Linked DNA regions of Gossypium hirsutum: regions 1 and 2 are each linked to region 3. Evidence: chromatin contacts called from public Hi-C data. All regions are on one chromosome and are shown on one strand. The core of a region is the stretch at or near the end of the contact, and the rest is flanking DNA. Distances in the headings are between cores, read along the strand shown.

The links. Hi-C and Micro-C count contacts between places; a contact is called where the count stands out from the background.
Region 1: a Hi-C map of leaf shows a contact between it and region 3, with 2.6 times the contacts expected there. The contact joins two enhancer-like sites. A contact is called at or near these places in 10 of 34 Hi-C or Micro-C datasets (callus, fibers, hypocotyl and 3 more).
Region 2: a Hi-C map of leaf shows a contact between it and region 3, with 2.5 times the contacts expected there. The contact joins the promoter of LOC107889150 here to the enhancer-like site in region 3. A contact is called at or near these places in 9 of 34 Hi-C or Micro-C datasets (anther, leaf and petal).

The regions. Positions count from the first base shown.
Region 1 is chrA09:63,462,479-63,467,361 of Gossypium_hirsutum_v2.1, forward strand. It overlaps LOC121206114 (serine carboxypeptidase-like 51), which reads right to left. Exons shown (of 13, transcript XM_041076409.1): 6 at 4,874-4,883; 7 at 4,678-4,783; 8 at 4,382-4,587; 9 at 4,212-4,281; 10 at 4,013-4,063; 11 at 3,699-3,751; 12 at 3,237-3,369; 13 at 2,365-2,777. The coding sequence ends at 2,700. Among protein-coding and RNA genes, the nearest start is that of LOC121206114, 7.4 kb to the right of the region's middle. Within about 2 kb of position 2,048, at least 1 of the 9 cell types and tissues checked has an H3K27ac peak or open chromatin away from gene starts, as enhancers often do. A contact at or near this core is called in leaf, where this site is marked.
Region 2 is chrA09:63,363,270-63,368,069 of Gossypium_hirsutum_v2.1, forward strand. LOC107889150 reads right to left here and starts at 1,862. Exons shown (of 2, transcript XM_016813487.2): 1 at 1,706-1,862; 2 at 1,112-1,413. The coding sequence starts at 1,824. The coding sequence ends at 1,203. It overlaps LOC107889151 (vacuolar protein sorting-associated protein 41 homolog), which reads right to left. Exons shown (of 19, transcript XM_016813489.2): 19 at 4,715-4,800.
Region 3 is chrA09:63,402,586-63,407,040 of Gossypium_hirsutum_v2.1, forward strand. No RefSeq gene overlaps it. Among protein-coding and RNA genes, the nearest start is that of LOC107890289, 3.8 kb to the right of the region's middle. Within about 2 kb of position 2,751, at least 4 of the 9 cell types and tissues checked have an H3K27ac peak or open chromatin away from gene starts, as enhancers often do. A contact at or near this core is called in leaf, where this site is marked.

The DNA.
Region 1 (4,883 bases), core at 798-3,297, 59 kb after region 3:
TTTTATCTTTCCATTTTTGCTACATTTAGTTGAAGTATTATTTTTTTCAACATGTTTTGGTGTATGAGTTAGCAATAAAGTAACTTTGCTCTGTAATTTTTAGCCACTCTCGTGATTTGTTTTGAGCAAAGGGAAGGGAATTCTTTTACTTATTTTGAAGTGATTTTTTTTACAAGAGTTTTATTCACCCTTCTAATTTCAAGTATAAACTTATACTAATTATTCTTTATCTTTTAACTAACTATTTTAATACTTATGTGATAATTAGGTGATTTGTTATGTTAAATACACTAGATAACCAAATGAGGCATTAAAGTGTAAATGAGAATAGGAAATGGAAAATGTTTTCTATAACTAAGGATTGTTCAATAGGTATATCATACTTGCATATCAAATAGAAGTATGATAATTGTTTTAGGGTTTGCTAAACTTTTGGTTGCTCGTGCTTTAGGATATGGTATTTCGCAAGTCTATCTTAAATGAATTTGTGGTGAAGATAAATCTAGAAACGCCAACATACAATAAAATACTATTCTTTCAGGAGGAGTGCTTCCCCTTTTCGTGTCTACTTTAGTTTTCAATGGTGCGACTTATAGAAGGGAAACTAGTAGAAATAAGGAGGCTGAACAATTAGCTGCACGTGTTATCATACAATCACTTCTTGGTATCTTTCTTGTCCTATTTAAAAAATTTCAAACATATATATGTGCGTGCACACGTGTAAACATACCCTGATTTTAAGCCACTTATTAGCTTGATAAGTTCTCATCTCATTGTTGGATCATTCATATAGCTGATGATAGGTATGAGACTATTGTTTCAGAGATCATAAAATCCAAAGCTAAACTTTATGATGCCTTGAATAAAGCTAAGGATTCTAGTTTTCACAATACACCTGTTGGGACAAACAGACTGAATCATAGTAAAACAAACATTGCCGTCACTAACCATGTTCCAAATACTACACACCTAAGCTGTGGAGCAAAACATCCACGCCTTGAGTTCGAGACTCCAGAATCAGGAGAAGGTACTGATTGTAGGTCATGAGTTCATGACTGCAGGCACAATTGGAAGATCAATGCAATCAGTACCTTCTCCTAATTTTAGAGTCAGTTTAAGATAACAATTTAAAAACAAGAATGAGTTTAAAATTTCATGTCAAGCAGCTATAGTATTGATTCCATAAGAATTAAATCTGAAACCGATTCAAAATCTTAAACATAATTAGAGTTTTTTTTTTATGGAAATTTATGAGCTAGTTAATAACATTGGACATGACTAAAATTACAAATTAGAAAAATTTATACATTTTATTTATTATGAATTATTGACATATGAGACTATTTATGATAGGAAATATTAATTTGTTTTCCTATAAATAATTCAAGTAAAAAAGAAAGAAAGAAGTCTTGCCCTTTCAATTCTATATAGCAGAGCAGTGGCATTTACTCCTTTAGCTAGCAGCAATATTTTATATGTTCCACAAAAAATATATATACTTTTTATATGATGCTGTACCTATAATTATATGAATAGCATTGAGTGCAAAATGCTTCATTGTATTCAATATAGGTGAAGAGTTTACATAAAATAGAAGGATTTTTATTATTTTTACATAATATAGCAGCAATATTATTTTTGGGAAAAAAATTGAAAAACTAAAAACCGATTCAAATTAAGGTGTATGTACAATTTATGAAATGCAAGTTTAGAAATTATGGTTATCCGAAATTGAATAGAATTTTATTTTTTATTTAATATATAATTAATTCTAATTGTTTATGATATAAAAATAAATATTTTATATTTACAATAGTGAAAATAATTCAAAAGTTCTTAAAAATTTATTTTTTTAAATATTTATGAAAAAAATATTTGAAATTGGGTCAAATAAAATTCAAAACTCATAAAACAAATTTTATTTTAGCAAAATTAATCTAAAAATTTAAAAATTAACATACAAAAACTGAAAACTAAACTGAACGACGTGTAGGGAACGGCAAGGGGCTATACTAAATGTTGGGTTGGCCTGTTGGGATGTTAGATTGCGTGCAGAATATAGTTATTTTGTTGTTTCTTGTCATTTTTGCGTTGCAGTGAAGACCCTCTCAGAGTCTCCCCTAACGTCCTTTCTCTTATCTCTAGGGATTTGGGTATATTTCTTAGGACCCGGCACTGCACAGTCTAAGATTTACTCTGTCAAAATTCATGATCCCAACATATATATATAGGAATTTTAGCTTCTTGTATCAGTGCACCATGCATGCATATATATAGAACCAAGTTAATTGCTTTAATACATATAAATAATTTAGATTTAAATCTATGTAAAGTTATAAGTTAATATAAATTCTCAAAATATTATAATTTAATTTTCGCTTATATCATAAATATCTAAAAATCAATTTTTTTTATGTCAAAGGAATTCACTTATTTTCTTTTTTTTTTCTTCTCCTGTAAATGATAATTACAACTTGGAGCAGAGCAACATAATAGCATCAATAATCTACCTGCTTCTGTTTAATAATTGCTTTACGTGTAGTCTCTCAGCTTCTGAACTACTAATTCTGAAGATAAGATAAGCCAATCCCTCTGTTTCCTTGTCGTTTTTACCCTTTTTATTATTATTTTACATTGTTATTGAAATGTCAATAAATCCCATCAATTCTTTCTTTCTTTCTTTCTTTCTTGTTTTGGGTCTATGAAGTTGATGCAGCTGGGGATTGCGTGATTGCCGCAGCCATGTTTAAAGCTACACAGGGTTGCTCAACAGGCACCTGCACTCAATAATTCATTAAATTTTAATTATTAGTCTTAATAATAATATTAACATACTTAAATTCACCTCCATAATGCATATATCTTCTAATACCTTTTTTCAGCAATACATGACTAATTTTTATTTTATTTTTGGATATATATACATATATAAATTGTCAGATAAGACATATCGATTGACTGACAGTGTCCAGTGCTTTGTCTTTCCTTCACCATAAATTTTTCATTGACAAATTTCATTTTATTATATACATATATTGACATTCTGCAACTATTTTTTTTTCTTTTGATCAATTTTTTTTATATATATGATGAGTCTATGACCTTTTTTCTCCCTCTAATAATAGCATGCATGATGATCATATATATATGAAGGTGACGGATGGAGACATGACAATCATAGTATTTCTTGAGATTGAAAAGATGGGGTTTGATAAATAATGATTTAGAAGACTTACAAAGTGTCCAGCCCCAAGAATCCAGAAAAATTGCAGGTTTTTGTATGATTTGATGAACCCTTTGGTGGCTTGATCCTCTTTACAGTAAAGAGGATTTCGATCCTTGCTTAAAAACTCTTTCAATCCTTCCCACCTAAAGACATTAATACATAAATATATATATATGAACTATATAACTCCAAGAGTCCATATGTTTATATAATCCTCATTTCTTCCCAATGTCAAATATTGCATATATTCAAATATTAAAAAGGCTTAAGTTTTTTTTAATGCATGTGCTCCAACATATAAGTACTGAGTGTAGATGTCTAAATTACTTAATCTTAAACATTTATAAATGCATAACCTTAGAATTTGCTAATAGAAGTAATTAAAGAAAGAAACAGTCAAAATGCATTAAAGGTAGGTGTGTTTTTGGAGGGCCAATAAGGCATAGATAGAAAGGGAAAATAAGAGTCATACTTGAGCTTATCAAGCCAAGCTTCAGTTCCCTTTGTTGCACATATCACATCAAGCTGCAATAACCCATCCATCCAACAATACCATCATTAATTAATGGTAAAAATTCAAACCACAAAAAGAAACCCTAAAAAACAGGTAAAAGCTGCCCTAAATTCAGCTACTTCATGGAATTATTTTGGGTAGCATTTGACTCAAATAGCAGTAAAAGTAGCATATACTTGTTTATTATAAGTTAGTTTTGACTTAAAGGAAAAAAGATATTTAGGGTGTAAAAAGTTGTTTATGGTAGCTGAGAAAGTTTGGAACAGTATTACCTGCCCACTGTATATAGTGACATTTACTCCTTTTGAAAGGAGTTCATCAACCTGAAGGGGAAAAATCAACAAAATATAGAAATTAGAGACACTTAACATCCCTCTTGAAGTCAAACGAGAAACACAAGCAAAAGGTCAAGATTAATTTAGTTTAAGCAATTTTAACTACTGGTTGTTAAAAAACTTTTTAACTTTTTACCTCAGCAATTCTTGGCCTCATAAAATCACCTGACAAATCTGAGAAAACAAAGTCTGACTGCCCTCCCCATCTGTTAAAATACATGAATATTGGTGCTTTTGGATCAAAATGTTAAAAGAGTACATTTGCAGAAATTATATTTCAAAAAACAGAGGAATTAAAATCCTTACGTGACATTATCAGGGATAATCTTAAGCTTCTTCTTGATGACCCCATTCATCAAAGTATCAAGATCAGGTCCATCATTGCCTGGTGAAACCCTTAAGGAACTCAAATATCTTGAGTATCTATTGACTGAAAAAACTCCATTGGAAAATGCTGAAGTTGTTAAAGCTACAGGTCCCATCCCTGAATCCAGAAGGAAATTGTAGAAATCCTGCAAATTTACTCATAATTAGGTGGAGAAAAAAAAAAGAAACAATTTTTGTGGCCAAATGTGATAAAAAGAAATGAAAAATTAGAATACCACTGAATTGCTGTTGGCACCAATTGTAGATTCAAGTCGACTCCATGTGTCAGTTGCATCAGTATATTGACCATCTTTGAGTTGCTGGCTAATCTTCTCAGCTAGACTGGTTTTTCCAAATGGGATTTTATCAGATAACACAAATACATTTGCTTTTTGGCAAAAGAAAAGGGGAAAAAATAAAAAATCTGTAGACCTGTTTGATT
Region 2 (4,800 bases), core at 612-3,111, 40 kb before region 3:
TTTATATAACAAGGAGAGATATAAAAGAAATACAAACGTAATAAATTTATTATTCTATTCACTGCACAGATGAGATTATAATGCTCTCAAGTGTTTTTCAGTTAAGTCGGAAAAAAAAAATACATAGGTTAAAGTATTATAGAAATCTTGTATTTTGGTTTTTATTGAGAGTTAAATGTTTATTTTTTTTTAAATATAGTCTCCTTTCGTAGCACGTTTTGTTTGTTTTAGTAACATGTTTTATTTTTCATTTGCTTTTATGTTTTTTTTTTCTAGATTAGTGGAATATTTCGATCGCTAGCGAAGGAGATGGAGAACGTGTTAGCAAATTTGCATATTGATGATGGTGAGGAGGAAGCGTGGCAGATTAATTTGGATTTTATAATGATAGATCTATCCACTGTTCTCTATTTAGTCAGTGTTTTCTAAATACTAGTGTGATGAGTTTTCAATCTATGCAAATAACTTTAGTAAATCTTTGGCATCCATCGGGTGGGGTTTCGATAACGGAAGTGGAAAGAAAAGGAAAGAAAAGGTATCTATCCTGATTTCATTACGAAGTAGATTTGTATAGAGTAGTGAATAGTGCTCCATAGATGTTTAATAACCATCTTCTTAATTTCCGCAAGCTTAAAGACAAGGAAGATCCGTTCCTTTATTATTATTTTTTTTTCAGATTTTTAGGTTAAGTTCATGATATCCTGCATGGATTAATGTCTGAAACAATAGTCAAGCAATTTGGAGATTTCATTGGGAGTTCTGTTGCTTATATGCTAAATCAATTGCTAATGGTGTTAGTAGCTATATATGTATTCGAGTGAGGGTGGATGTGTGGCATCTACTCGAAAGGAGGAAGAAAATAGTGCTCTCGCAATCAAAGCAGGTCAACGAAAAGAAAATAGTGCTAAGGGAGGAAGGCAGTTTTCGAGGAGTGATTTTATGGATAGGATGAACTTAAATCTTGGAATTAAGGTAATTCCATCAGGTAATGGATGGATATCAGGTTGGGCCGAATGGATATCGGTAAAGTAATGTATCAAATATACCATTTTGATAAATAATCTTGTAGTGGGCCAAATTTGTCTGGTCCGAGCAAACAAAAAACAAAACAAAAAAAATCAAAAAATATTATAATAGTCCTTACAGTCCAATTACAGAAACTAGTGGCCCAACTACAAGAACAGGCCCAACAGGCCTATAGCTCAGTTACATGACCCAAATTCAAAAAAATAACCTAATACAAGCCCAACCTCAAAATTACATCGGCCCAAATGGCCCAAAAATTTTAGAACAGAAACCCTAGCAGTTCCTGCTTGCGCCTCAGCCTCCCACGCGCGCCACCACCTCCGTACGATGCCAGCGCCGTACGCTCCGTACCGTCCAGCAGCCACGCCCGCGCCAGCACATCCGCACCTGCAGAGAAACAAACAAGCAACAACAGCAAATACAAACAAAAGAAAAATATTGTATGATTATTTTGTTAAATTTCTTTTCTCTCTTTTTCGGCTATAAGGCCGAGATTTCAATCCTTGTAATCGGTTACGAACGAAAATATACGCACAGAGAATACAAAAAAGCAGAGGTGACTTCTTTCTTCCTCGAATCCTTTTAGTTTTCTATGCATCGTTTCGTTTCTAGTTTGGGTCATTCACCATTACTGTTTTAAAGAAAAATAAACAAAAGAACGGTGACAGAGGAGCCTTACCGTGCAAGCGAGCCATGGTTTTCTTCTCCCTTCTTCGTCGAAATCGAAGTTGAGGAGGGATTTCGGGCTAAGATTCCCTCAGGCTCGAAGAGTCCCACACGATGAAGATGAATCGGCATTTAGCAAAGGGGATTAGGGATTTGAAAATAGGCAGAATGGGTGCTTGTTGATTCGGTTGGTTTAGTCCATATAAGAGACTGGGAACGGCGCCGTTTTGACCAATTTTAACGGTCTAGATACGGCGTCGTGTGGTGGCTTTCACCCAATGACCCGACCCACGCCTGGTTAAGACCCATGTGTTAGGTCAGAAAGGGATATTTGCACCTTAAGTCCACTTGTTCGGCGTTGTGTCATGATTGAGTTCTACCAGCTTTTCCCTTTGTTTTTTTAATTTATACATTTAATTTACAAGTGAAATCAATTCGATCCACCCTTCAACGCAGCACTCAGGGATCTCGTATATTGCCAGTTTTAACCCCTATGAGTCTGCACGCGTTAAGCTTTGGTCCTTCCTCTAATTTCAGTAATTTATTGTATTTATTAATTATCCTTTTAGTTTCATTTTTGTTTCAATTGAGTTTCTTTTTATTTACTCATTACTCTCAGCATATTTTATTCTTTGAAACCCTTTTATTTTTGAAAATTTACTTATTATTCACCTTTTAATATATTATTTTGGAGTATTTTATTAAGTTTTGCATGGTTTTAGTTTGTTATTCATATTTTCATTTATATATGTAAATATATCTCTACATGTAACTATATATATCTATTTGTTTATTTTCTTTTAAATTTGTTTGTTTAAAATGTTCTTTTATATATACATACATATACACTTTATAAGAAGGTTAATTCTTTTTATGCATTTTATTAATCTTATATTATTTTACATACATAATTCCTTTTAAATTTATTCTTATATATTATTACATGATCCTACATAATATATTTTTTAGGTTATTATTACGTAAGTACATATGTTTATCGATACCTATATTTGGTATATATATTACTATTAAATCTATGTATTTTACACACACAGTTTTCTTGATATACATATTTATATAAGCATGTTCTTAAATCCATTACATAGTTTATTATAAAATTAACTTAATCTCGTATGTATTTCTATGTTTTTTTACGAATGATTATTTTCAAAGTTATTTATGCATATATTTTGTAAATCTATTTTGTGAATTACATCTCATCATGTATTTTATTATCCTTTCATATTATATATTATTTGAATTATCATATATTTTGTAAACTCTTAAATGGACTTGTGTTTAAATTATTTTACATGCAATTTGATTCAAACTTCTATTCTATAATATTTATTTCGGTAATTATATATTCTTAGTTTCTATGCAAATTTTTCAACTTATGCATTATGTGTTTTAAAAATGTTCATTCTACAATATATGTTTTGATGATTGCATGTATATACCAAGTTTGTTTTTATAAATAGTTTCTAATTTATCAATCCATCAATTCATATAGTGTGCATCGCGTACTTACCATTGTTTAAAATAGTTTTATACCATATTGCTTCTTCGATTTGCATTTTGTTTCGTGCGACTAATAGTAATCATTTGTTATTATGCCATGTATGTTGTCGTTGCATATTATTTATTTATTGTCATGTTAATTATTCTCCATGCATGGTCGAAATTGAGTTGTATTTCCAAGTTAGCTATACTTAGTTGCTTAAGTGCTTGTTAGTTGATTAAATAAATTGCATTACCTCCACTCTTCCATTGTCGTATTTTATGCGTACGTATATTACCCCATATCATCGTTTTCCACTTGGTTTTTGAAATGTGGTTTTATAAAATCCCAATTTTTATGATTAATTTCGTCTTATTTCAAATCGAATTAATGCATTTTAAGCTAGTTTCACAATTATTTAAGAATTCTTTAAAACGAAGGTAATATTCGATATTTGGCAATTCGCGGAATCGTGCCCTAACGTGTTGGGTTGCAATTTCTCGTTTGCTCAAAGTAATCGAAGGTTCCTTTAGAATTTCACCCATGTCTTTAAAAAATCCTTTAAACGAAGGCGATGTTCGATATTTGGCGATTCGCGGAATCGTGCCCTATCGTGCTGGGTTTCAATTTCTCGATTGTTCAAAATAATCGAAGGTCCCTTTTGAATTTCACTCATGTCTTTAAAAAACTCTTCAAAACGAAGGTAATACTCGATGTTTGGCAATTCGGGGAATCGTGCCTTATCGTGCTAGGTTGCGATTTCCTGTTTGTTCAAAATAATCGAATATTCCTTTGGAATTTCACTCGTGCTTCCTAAAGCAAGGCAATGTTCAATGTTTGAAAATTCGAGGAATCGTGCCCTACCGTGCTGGGCTTCGATTTTTCGTTAGGACTGAATAATTGGGCATCCTTTTATACTTTTCAACGTATAAACTTTCGGAAGTCAAAATTTATCGTTGTTTTCGGGGGTATAAAGGATAGTGTCCTACCGTGCTGGATATGGTGCTGCATTCCTCCGAAATAAGAGAATTTTGGCAACCAACTCGAGCCATTCAAATATTTCAAAAGGAATCACCTTTCAAAAACTCTTTTTCAAATCTTAGACATAAGGACAGTATTTAATCGATTTGGTACCAATTTTGGGCGTAGTGAGGGTGCTAATCCTTCCTCATACGTAACCGACTCCGGAGCCTATTTTCTCATATTTTCGTAAGACCAAAATCGTTATTTTAGTAAAAAGAAATATTTTATTAAAATAACTGAATTTCTAGGTGATACGATCACACTTAAACAAAAAGGATTGGTGGCGACTCCATGTTTTATTTTCAAAAAGTCGATTCCCCATTTTTTTATTAAACTTAAAATTTCGAAAGATGGTTTCGACAAATCTCATGAGCATACCATATACCATTTGAGTTATTAATTTTTAATTTTTAATTTTTTTTATTATTGGATTAAAAAGGGCCAAAAAGAACATCTCTTTATCTACAACATCGGCAATGTATAAAAAACAGATTGTGATAGAGGTCAAGCTCTCGCTGCAAATCGTAGCATATTATTTCATTAAAAACTTTGTTTAGAGTGCAAGATACACTACATAAATCATC
Region 3 (4,455 bases), core at 1,501-4,000:
GCTGTATCATGTCTTTTAGATTTTTTGAATTGTTTATAAAAATTTTATTTGATTCAGTATGATTCTGCATTGTTTCATATTAATTTTAGATTTTGAGGTTTAATTTAGATTTTATTTTGATAAAATAGGGTTGTTTTATAATTTTTGAATATTAATTGATAAATTTTAAAAATTTTCATAAATATTTCTATAAAAACCATAAAATTTTAAGTAAATAAAATATAATCAGCTTAGCAAAAAAATAAATAAAAATAATCAATAACTATTATGTAATATCTTGAAAAATAAATTTTTTATAAAATACTGTTATGTTACTTTTATTATTTTAAATATAAAACATTTATCTTATTATAATTAAAAAAATTAATTATAAATTAAATAAAGTATAGAAAGCAGTTTTTTAATTTATAAAATATAACCACCCAAATAGTATCATTTCGGATCGATTTTTAATCTCTAGTATTTTCTAAATCCTCCCCCAGGACTTGAAAAACTGTGAAGGTGGTCTAGTTCATACTTGGGTCAAGGCAGTTGATTTTAACAAACCGACTTTATTGTCGTTTAAGCATTTGGGGTAGAGTAGCTTACTTTCTTTGTGTACCATCCCTTTCTTTTAACTTTTCTTTATCCCTACAGGAACAGAAAAGATCCATACCATATTGTGGAAAAGGAAAGGGCCTTTCTAATGCCTCCAAGGGCCTTGCATCTCGTGTTTTTTCTTTTCTTAATTAACCATAATGACACCAGTTTTATTATCAAATTTGTTGCCAAATTATTTCTTTATGCAAACTAAGATGATGAATCAGAAAACTGAGTCACCAAATCAATGCATGCAGTGATTGTTGTAATACTTGAATTCTGATTTGAGAAACCCGACATTGGTGTAAATGTGATATATATATATACACAGGCTGATTGTGTTAATACGTCGATTAAATACTACAATGAAGCGAAATGAGCAGTTTGCTTGAGCAATGAAGAAGATGATGCTCGATCTAAGAGGGACGCAAGTAGAGCTTCACAAAACGAGGGGAAAAATGGAGGTTAAGTCTAAAACAAGGGGAGGTGGAAAAATGTTGCATGTGTTTTGATCCTTTCTCGATACAAAATGCATCAGTCGTCGTGTTCTTTTGCTGCCATGCTTATCACACGACTTGTTTGATGGATTCTACTGAAACTAATAGCACCAACAAAAAAGGGACTGGAGTCACCTTTGAGGGGTTATATGAGTACGAGCACGATGAGGAGGAGGATGACAATGGTAGCGAGGCCAGAGATCCTCGGATGCGATGTATTCTATGTACTACAGTTACGAGTTAAATTTGGTTTGCAGGCCTTTATATGTGCGTGTGGTGTTTGGGTGTGCGTGCTTTTTGCTGGCAAATTTTTTTCCGGTCGTGGTTTAGGTTTTGCTTACCTTGTGCTCCAGCCTGTTGACATTCATCATTCTTTCTTTCTTTCTTTTGCCACCTTCTTCTTATTCTCTTGAATGCTGTTGTGCCTCAATCAGTGGCAACTTTTGTATTATATAGATCCCTCATCCATGTAACTATTGGAATGTGTAATTAATCCTTCTTGGCGGTTGATGATTTATGTAGTGTATCTTGCACTCTAAACAAAGGTTTCAATGACATAATATGCTATGATTTGCAGCGAGAGCTTGACCACTATCACAATCCGTTTTTCATACACTGAGAAAGTTGTGGATAAAAAGATCATTGTTGGCACGAGTTGGATCAAAGCTTAGGGTAATTTTTTATTATTTTGGTTGACTTTTGTTGATACATCTTTGCTTCTCGCTTTAAAGGTCTGCTTCAATAGATAGAGGTCTTTATGTCATTAATTACTATTATTATATGAACCTTATTCATGGTTGGGACGTATATCATTGGAATACTCGGGAAAAAGTTGATGATATGATTATACATTAAAGGAGAATTGAGTATATCTTATGTATATTTGTATTCAATATTTATTTTATAGTGTTATTTTTGTCACTGACTAATTCTTTCGCTCCGGCTTTACTTTGAAAAGATAGACAGGTTGATAAAATATGTGCTTCATTCTTGTAAACAAGATCAAACTTCTAACCACATAGTTAAGAAATAAAGTGAACAATCTCCACACCTAAACTTTTTATTACCATACGTGTTTTAGCTGTATTTTGCATCATGGGATCCTTAATTAGGAACATGAAAATAGAGAATACCAAGTATAGCATGCACTTAGGGTAAAATGGGCGCTGCTAAAGCATTAATGATTAGTGAAGCTCAGTTGATATTGGATTCATCGATGCCTGAAAGTTCCTCCGAAAAGGAAAGAGTGAGAAATCTTATAATCACATCACATCCCTTTCTTAACTTCTTGTTGTTGGATTGTCAACAGTACCTTTTTCTTAAAGTGTAGGTGTTTAGCCAGCATTGTGGAGACTTGGATTCCATTTGTGTTAGAGTTAAGCATCCATTTGAACCCAACTGCAGCTGAGCATTAAAAAAAGGAAGAACCAGTTAAGCCATTGAGCAAGAGGGAAATACCAACTTTATACATTGGTATTCTGGACTGGGCTTGGGATTGCCCTTAGATTCTAAAGGGTGACTACAGTCTTCGTGAGTAATATCACATCGTCCTTTTGGGAGGTTCAGAAGGATTGTCGATATCTGTATCCTTGTAAAAAGGAGTAGGTTGGGGAAGAGAAAGGGTTTTGTTCAATTTGAGTTTTTTTTCCAGGTAAACAGAGCAGTGATAAACCTTAATGGCCATACAGACGGAGTTCAAGGTTAGTAACTAGGCCTATTGATAATGGGCCATCAGACCCAAGGAAAACCAAATTGGAATTGAGGTTTGAATCCAAATCGATTACTAGATTCAAAACTGTAGAAATGGTTGGCAGTGAAGAAGATGAGAACATTAGTCGAAATTGAATCTGGGGTTAGATATATATAATTGGAATTAGCTGAGATTGTGTTTGGCAAATAATGGGTAGGGAGGCGGAACAAAAGGGAATTTCCAGAAACGGCTTGTTTATCTTATTCTATTTTACTGAGCTTTCTTTCTTATCCTGATTTTTGCTCACTTGCCATTTTACTCTTAGGAATTACTTGTGTTATGCTTTCTTATTGATTTTTTTTTATTTGTTGCTTCTGTGAGCATTAGTAGTTGTTTTTTTTATTCATGTTAAAGGTGGATCAAATTGACCAACTGAATCGATCAGATTAGAAATAGACAGATTTGAAGATTGAATTATCCCACCAAACCAAAAAATATTCAGAGCACTAAAAACCAATTGAATCAGGTAAGAAACCAAGTTCATCAAGCTTCATCTTCCTATGCTGCTTTCATCAGGCTCCAAAAATTTATATATTATTATTAATTTAAAATTAGGATTAAATTGAAATAATTTATAATGTTGAGGGTTAATTCTTTTAAAATTATGATCAAATTGATATAATATGTAAAAATTAAGGTCTAAATTTATATCAAAAGCTTAACGAGAATAGACCAAAAACAAATTTGATTAGATAGGTAATTATTTTGAAAATTTTAAAAGTTAAGCAACTAAGAAAAAACTTAAACATAGGTGAATAACTTATAATGTGATTTATCCAAAAATTTATACACAAGCTTCTATGCTATACAAAATTCATGCATACGCACATATGACGACATAAGGATTATATATTAAGAGAAAATAAAAGTTGAAAAAATATACGCAATTTCATTTACATATTCTGAAGTTGCTATCACAGGATAAATTTTACAATGATTCTGGTCCCCTTCGGCCCTCTCCCATCATTTAATGATCTCGCTCGTGAATGAGATAAATGGAGACAATCAAGTATAAGCCCAAAACCATTTAGCTGAAAGAGATTGTGTGCTTCAAAGAATATTCTTTCCAAGTTTTCTACGTAAGCAACCCACTGTAAACATAATTTCATTTTATATATTTGTATAATTTTTTAAATGATTTATAATTTAATTTAGCTATAAATTATATAAAATTTTAAATCAATCGGACATTTTTGGATAATTTTAATATATACTTATGGTTGAAACTTCTTTTATCTAATAAATAGTTATAGCCTTATAACTTTTTTAAAACTCGACTTATGTAATCTAAGTTTAATAAAATATGAAATAAAATAAATATAAATGTATAAAAAGTTTTGCAATTATGTAAAATTAAGTTAAGTTTACACTAATGAAAGTTAATTCCTCCTCCGTATAATACATATATTACGCATGCAGATGAGCAATAGTTGGGATTGTGGGCATGAAATGAGATACGCGTTCTGGTAGCCAGCGTTGTTGGGAAGGAATTATAAAAGTTCAAAACATCATTAAAATATAATATATAATCATATGTATACGAGTTTATGAAAGCTATTTTAATAGCTTAGGATCAAATTAGGACTAAAATGTAAGCATTTCAAACTATCGAGTTGACTTGTGACTTCG